2 separate regions of the Phocoena phocoena genome follow, and region 1 is linked to region 2. Evidence: chromatin contacts called from public Hi-C data. All regions are on one chromosome and are shown on one strand. The core of a region is the stretch at or near the end of the contact, and the rest is flanking DNA. Distances in the headings are between cores, read along the strand shown. Region 1 holds the start of ZSWIM6 (zinc finger SWIM-type containing 6). Region 2 holds the start of SMIM15 (small integral membrane protein 15).

The links. A called contact is a pair of places that touch in the nucleus more often than the background predicts.
Region 1: a Hi-C map of kidney shows a contact between it and region 2, with 5 times the contacts expected there. The contact joins the promoter of ZSWIM6 here to the promoter of SMIM15 in region 2. A contact is called at or near these places in 2 of 2 Hi-C or Micro-C datasets (kidney and lung).

Annotation. Positions count from the first base shown.
Region 1 is chr3:48,482,066-48,485,733 of mPhoPho1.1, reverse strand. It overlaps ZSWIM6 (zinc finger SWIM-type containing 6), which reads right to left and starts at 1,582. Exons shown (of 14, transcript XM_065874785.1): 1 at 910-1,582. The coding sequence starts at 1,582.
Region 2 is chr3:48,321,540-48,325,152 of mPhoPho1.1, reverse strand. SMIM15 (small integral membrane protein 15) reads left to right here and starts at 1,975. Exons shown (of 1, transcript XM_065875474.1): 1 at 1,975-2,199. The coding sequence starts at 1,975. The coding sequence ends at 2,199.

The DNA of each region.
Region 1 (3,668 bases), core at 333-2,832, 160 kb before region 2:
CCCCCCAAAACCGAACTCCGGCGGCAGGAGCCCCGGGCACGCCGCTGCCCCCCGGAACGGGAAAGAACCAGCCGCTCCCGGCCCTGCTCGCGCCCTTTAATTAGGGGGCGTCCTCGCGGGGAGAGCTCCCTCAGGATATGGGTCCAGCCCGCCGCGCGGCCCCGAGACGGAGAGGCGCGGAGGAAAGGACATTTAAATCCCGGGGCGGCCGGCGGAGCTCGCCCGGGCCAGTCCAGACGCCGCAGCGACCCCCGGAGCTCCGCGGCCGCCAGCCCGTCGAAGCCAGGAGAAAAGAGGCAGCCGAGTGGCATTAAAATGTATTTCCCTCCCTCAAATGGAAGGGGCGGGGGGTGAGGAGTGGGGGGGAAGAGGAGAAAGAAAGACGAGCGAGCGACAGACAAGGGGAGAGAGGAGGGAGAGCGCAGAGCGCGGCCCGGCCGCCGTTTCGGCCCCGGCCGGCATTGTCTGTGCGGCCCGCGCTCCCTCCCCCGCCCCGCACGGCCCCGCCACAGACACCCTCCGCCAGAGTCCGGCCGTCAGCCCATGCCTTTGTCCACATTCACCCTCCAAAACAGGCGAGCAGCCCTCCAGGACGTGCTCCCCGGAAGAAGGGCGGGGAACCGAGCGGGCCGGGGGCACCCGACACCCACCCCGCGGACCCCGCGGAGGGGCGCGTCCTGCTGATTCATTTCCCCCTCGCGCTGGCCCGTCCGGGGAGACAGGGGGCGGGGAGGGCGGAGAGGAAATGGGCGCTCCGCTCTGGAGGACTATCCGGGACGGTGAGGGCACCGGGCGGGGTGCGGGCGCGCGCTGGGCTGAGGGGCTGCCGGGAGGGGAGGGGAGGGGGCGGGCGCCCCCCCGAGGGACTGACGAACGGACAGACGGCCCCGCGACTGCCCCGTGACTCACCGACTTGCAGGACGTTGTCGACGCAGCCGCTCTCCAGCAGCGCGATGCCCCGGCGGAAGGGCAGCCGTGTCTCGTCTCCGCCGTCCGCCGACCCGGCGGCCCCCGCCGACGGGGCCCCGGCCCCAGCGGCGGCGGCGGCGGCGGCGGCAGCGGCGGCGGCGGCGGCGGCCGAGGTGGCGGCCGGCGAGGACGAGGAGCCGCCGCCGCCTGCGCCGCCCGCGCCGCCGCCCGCGCCGCCGGGGCCGCCGCTGTCTTCTCCGGGGCCGCCCGCGGCGCCGCCGCCGGTGTTGAAGGACGAGTACATGCAGATCTCCCGCTCGCTGCGGGGGAAGGACCAGTAGACGATGCGGCGCTGCACCGGCTCCGGGATGCGCTCAAAGCGCTCCTCCACGCGCTGGAACGGCCACTTCTCAGCCACCTTGCGCGCCGCGATGTCCAGCAGCGACTCGGGGCTCTGGGTCTTGCCCGGCGGCAGCAGCCCCAGCGCTGCGCCGCCCCCGCACGCCGCCGCCGCCGCGCCGCCCGCCCGCGGGCCCGGCCGACAGGCAGAGCTGTAACCGCCACCCGCTCCTCCGCCGCCGCTGCTGGCCCCGCCGCCGCCGCCACCGCCTCCGCCGCCCGGCCGGCAGCAGAGCCGTTTCGCGGGAGGAGGCTGCTGTCCGCGCTCCGCCATGACCGCGCCGCTTCTAACCCGACAGCGGAAGTGCCAGGACCCTATAAACGGCACAAGGAAGCGCGACACGCACACGCCGCCGCGACGCCACGCTGCCATCTAGGGCCCGCCGCTCCTTGTACGGGCACAAGAGGTGAGGCCTTCACCGTGACGTCGAGGCTGAGGCGGGGCCCCGATAGGGGAACCTAGGGCCAAAGGCGGGGCCTATGCAAATCACTGGGCTGAAACATAAATAGAGCGCTCAGCGGACACGGGGGTAGCGGGGGCGCTGGGGTTGGGTTCCCGAAGGGTTGTGAGAATGTCAGACTGCTGTGACGTGGGGGGCGGGGCTCAGGCGGGGTTCCCGGGGGAGGGGGCGGGCCGCCCGGCCTGGCCTAATGTGGGTGGGTCTCTGCGCCCCCTGCCTACTCAACTTCCCCCTCCAATTCCCTGCCTCCCTTTGATGTCCAGCAAGTGAGGACGCGCCTCGTGGGTCGCAGCGGGGAGGGAAGGGGAGATGGGAGGTGAGCACAGGGGAGGGGTCCGGGCTAAACGGGGGGCGGGGCCCGCGGGTCGATGCCCCACCCCCCGTCACAGCCTGACCGCCGGGGGAAAAGCCTCTGGGCGGAGGAGGTGCTTTCAAAACAAAGAAATGCGGCGTGGAACCCGGGGGACTGGGGTGGTGAGGAAGGCGGAGGAGGTGCGGCTGAGGCCGTCCGGCCACTCGCTTGCCCTCCAGTCAGCCCGGAGGAGCTCCCCCCCACCCCCAGCCCGAGCTGCGGTGCCGGAGAAGAGGGAGGAGGCTGCGTTAGGCGGCTGTTTTCCAGTTCACTTTTGCAGACCAAGGCTGAGAAGAAGAGCACCAGCTCCGCTGCCCCTCTTGGCTGCGGCGCATTCAGCCCCGAGCCCCGCGTGCGCTCTGTCTCGGATACCGTGCCGGCCAAAGTGTCCGGAAACGCGCAGAGCGCTCGGAACCTGTCCCGCAGCTGTGCGACGCGCGTCTCGAGCTGGCCGCTGCCGCCCCGCCCTCGCGCTTCTTCAGCCCCGCGGGCTGAGAAGCCGGCCCGCCCGCCGGCGCGGAGCTGGGGAACTTGAACTGGCCCCAGCGGCCGCTCTGCCGAGATCCCGCTCCAGGCCCGGGGGTGCTCCGGCTCGGGGTAGAGGGCACACCCGGGAAGTGGATTTAGCAAACACACCTTTGTGAGTACACACGCCACGGGCGCGCGCGCACACACCCTACGGGCGCGCGCGCACAGCCCAGCCGTCTGCAGACGGCGCGCCCGGGCCGCTCGGCGGCGGACGGTGGCTGCGAGCGCGCTCGGTGCGCACTTAGATTTGCGGCTCGCGTCCGCCCTGGGCGCCGGGCTGCGGGGAGCCCTGGCGCTCAGGACAAACGCCGCGCTCTCTGCCGCCCTGGCGGCGCCCGAACGGCCCATCCTCTCGGGACAAGGCAGCGTGGGGGGCGGGCGAGCGGAGAGCCCAGCTTGCTGGGGCTAGGGCACCGGTGAAGGCGAAGTAGCTAGTCCCGGCTGAACCCGGAACGCCGCGGACATTGTTCTTCGCACTCTCCAGAGCTCGGTTGAATCTGGGTCCAAAACACAGACTTAATTACCACATTAGAGGCATCCTTATTCTTTGCTCTGCCTTCTGTTTTTCCTGTAAACCCTGTCACTGATAACTGCCGCTATTGTAAAAGATAAACCGTATCTCCTTTGACACTTTCGCATCTTTTAAGGTTATTGGCTGATACCCACCTGCCCGCCTCGTTGCCTGGATTTAAAGGGATAAGAGCGCTCCCGAGTTTTAAAGAAAATCGCCCACTCAGGGCCGCGGCCCCGAAGACCTCGAGCTCCAGGTCTTGGCTCTTCCCCTCTTCAGGCCTCACCGAGCCCCAGGCTGCAGGTCCCCAGGGGACCTGATGCTGGCAGACTTTCCATAGCTGCCTTACTAGTTAGGAAAATGTTGGTGACATTATGTTTTTGTATATCCATCTGGTATTTTTCTGGGCACCTCCTCAATGCTTAGGAAAAGGCCTGGGTAGAAAACTGGAAGACTATCTTTATGGGCAAAAGCGAGAGGGAAGATTTTTCCTCCAGTTCTATTTCGG
Region 2 (3,613 bases), core at 726-3,225:
AAAATATTCCTTGGAGTGTGGGAGGCGCGTGCGCTTGAGGTCCAAAATTGAGGTGCATTGGAGGTTTGTGTCCTGTGGACGGTAACTCCTCTCTCTGTTAATAGCTAAAACTCGGCCATAACCGGGTCCTTCACTTCCGCTTTACTCTTTATAGCAAAGTTATTTTGCTCATCTCTGAATCTTGCATTAGTTAATTCATTACTGGGCTGCAGAAGCTGAAGAAACAGATGGATATCCGTAGAGTCTGGGCTCGACTGTGTGGGTGGGAGCCTACGAATGGGGTGGGGAGGCTAGGATATTTAACGATATCTTAGGTACTTTAATGTGTCTTAAGTTGAAAATATGAAGAAGTTGTGATAGGATGTAATTAAAACCAGTCATGGTAGTTTTATGTAGGTGATGGGATTGTGGGTGATATATATTTTGTTTTGCTTATCTCTGGGTTTTCTATAAAGAACACAAACTATAATAGGGAGACCAAAAAAAAAAAACCTTTTAAGAGTAAAGCGGTGTTTGATTTTGCGATTGTATACTTAACCCTATAAACAAATAATTGACTTTTTTAGTATAAAAAGTTCAAGATCTGGGAATGGATATGCTGTAACATGTCAGTGAGCTAACTTATTTTATATGTTAGTGAACTTCGTAAATAATTTTATTTTTGAAGTAATTTAGTAAAATATTTGATCTCCAGTAACTAGGATTTTCTTACAGGGCATTTGCCATTGTGTAATTATTTCTTTCTTAAAATTAGAAAGCAATAGATACTAAATGTATTTAATGTGCCAGGCGATTTTACATGTCATTTATAGGTTGCATATAGAGAATTTACCATTTAAAATTGTATTATAATTATTCCTTAAAGTTGACTTTTAACGTTTTTCTTTTATCTATTCTTTTCAACCCAACCAGTATACAGAATTTAAGCATTCTCTCAGAAGTGTATGGTAGAGCTAAAGAAGACAGCCAACCAAGGGTCATCTGAAATTGTGATTGGCTAATAATCCCAGGACAAAGTTAGAGATCACTACTCAAAGCATAAGGTAGATGATTTTTTAAATCCCAGCTGAAATTTTAAGTGACTGTATATACACCCATTCCTCCCCAGGTATTCTGATTCTCCACTTTGAATAGAGATCAACACAAACATGAAGGTTGAAAAGCCTCTGGGGCAAAATAGAAAATGTCACTCAAATCCACAACATCCTCATTTGCCAGATCGCCCTCCCTTACCAACTCAAAACAGAACAAAATGCATGGCACCTGTAATGGTTAATTTTCTCATCTATTAAAGTTCTGATTTACTAAATTATGTCCTCAAATAGGAGTCCTCAAAGCTGAAAGAGGGCATAAAATAGCATGTCACCTTTTGTTTATAGAACTCTTTGCATATGAATGGATATTATGGTTCCCTTACCCTCTCTTTTCATTCCTGGAAACAGCCATCCATTACCTCCCTTTCTCCAGGCATTTCACATATTCTGTGGCTTTCAAATAGCAAATTTGATGATTGTACTTTTGTTAATTAGCACTTAATAGTACTAAGGCTATGTAAAAAAAATGACATAATGGGATTCAGCTGTTTCCTGGAATGAGCAAATAAAACTCAAAATTCTTTGAAAACTCTGCTGCTAAATAAAATTTGTCTTGAATATAGGAGGCATATGAGAATGCCTAGTCCTTATGACAGATTCCACATGGTTTTTCCTTTTATCTTCTATAGCTTCACATCTTTTAAGTGTCACTCTTCTGGTTGTCCTAGGTGAATTATTTTTTCTTACTAGAAACATTAGTCCTTATTAAAATAGTACTAATTAGTACTTTTTAAAAACAACCAACCAAACTATTGAGTGATAATGGAATTCTGAGTTAACTGATTGTATGGGGTACCTTTTTGAAAATCTGATTAACCACATAGGCTTTTCTCTTGTTGTCTCTCCCCCCACCCGCTGCTTTCCTAAGGCCTCTACAGAGATGTTTGATATAAAGGCTTGGGCTGAGTATGTTGTGGAATGGGCTGCAAAGGACCCATATGGCTTCCTTACAACAGTTATTCTGGCCCTAACTCCATTGTTTCTAGCAAGTGCTGTACTGTCTTGGAAATTGGCCAAGATGATTGAGGCCAGGGAAAAGGAGCAAAAGAAGAAACAAAAACGTCAAGAAAATATTGCAAAAGCTAAACGACTAAAAAAGGATTGAAGGAATGAACAGGCTTTGCAACCAGAGGAAAATCATCTGGAAAATTATGCAGCTTTGGAAGGACCCATTAAGGTTACTTTTCAGATCTTGTGACAGTATTATTTAGTAAACGAAGTCTGAGCATGTGGAAGAATCATGTTAGTTCTCATCTGTACTATAGCAACTTTTAGGCTTCGGTGTAGAAGTCTGTTGACAGTTACTGTAAATTGGCATTTATTATGCTACAGATTCTTTATAACTGAGTTAGTCATTTGCCTTTTTGCAGCATATATACTAAAGTGAAAACATCCTGTGGAGAAAAATGGCTTTAGATTATGGACTCTGTTCAAATAATGGCTTAAAATGGGGTCCTGTTCTGGACAAAGGAGATTAAGAATGTAAAAATCAGAATTGTCCTGAGGTGAAAAGCATGCTTTGGCTTAGAAGAGATACAGTGTATTAATCACATCTTTTATCATTATTACTTATTTCTTGAAATAGAATCATTTCTGGCTTCCTCAAAGCAAAGTATTATTCAATGAGTACTTCTATTTTCTGTATTTTTCTCATTTTAGCTTTTGAGATACTGGTAATTACCAGACATTCTGCATTTTTAAAAATCTAATTCTATAAAGAATTCTCTTATTATCTTGACCATGTAGAATACCACTTACTGGATATAACAATTTTTGTACTTATGAACACTGCCATTTTCTTAGAGATGACTTGAGTAGATCAACACTATGATTTAAAGCTTGGAGTAAAAATGCCAAACCTTGTAGTACCTTGGAACCAGTTAATTCTCACTTGTGCTATAAGTAGAAATGTGAAGTAGTTAAAATGTCTTATCAAATAATTTGCTGATTATGTAATAACACTTTTGTTTTTCATTCCATTCTTTTAATTCATGTGGTAGTGATGTCCTTTACTTTTTTGATCAAACAGGTTCATGGTGAAAATTAAAATTCATATCTCTTTTAAGGAACTTTTAAAGAGTAACAGTTAAGTCATATTTCATAAATGGTAAAGAAAGGCTTAACAGTTGGAAAAAGTTTGTTTAGCATAGTATTAGTTGGGTGAAAAAGGTGTAAATCATGTCAAAATTAGAATGTGTTATAGTTAGAAATAAAGGGCTGAAGGATATTTCCTTCAGTTAAGTAGTATAACTGGAACTTTTTACTCTTTAACATGGCTTTTATAAATGCATGGTTAATAATTTTGTTGTCAGTAATTAATAGCTTATTAATGTTTTCCTCACCCCTGATAATCTTAAATTACAAAAAAAATTGTCTAAAAGCTTTAACTTAAGAATGAAACTAGATATTGAAATAAATTTGATACATTTTTTTTTTTTTTTTTTTAAATGTATTTATTTATTTATTTATGGCTGTGTTGGGTCTTCGTTTCTGTGCATGGGCTTTCTCTAGTTGTGGCA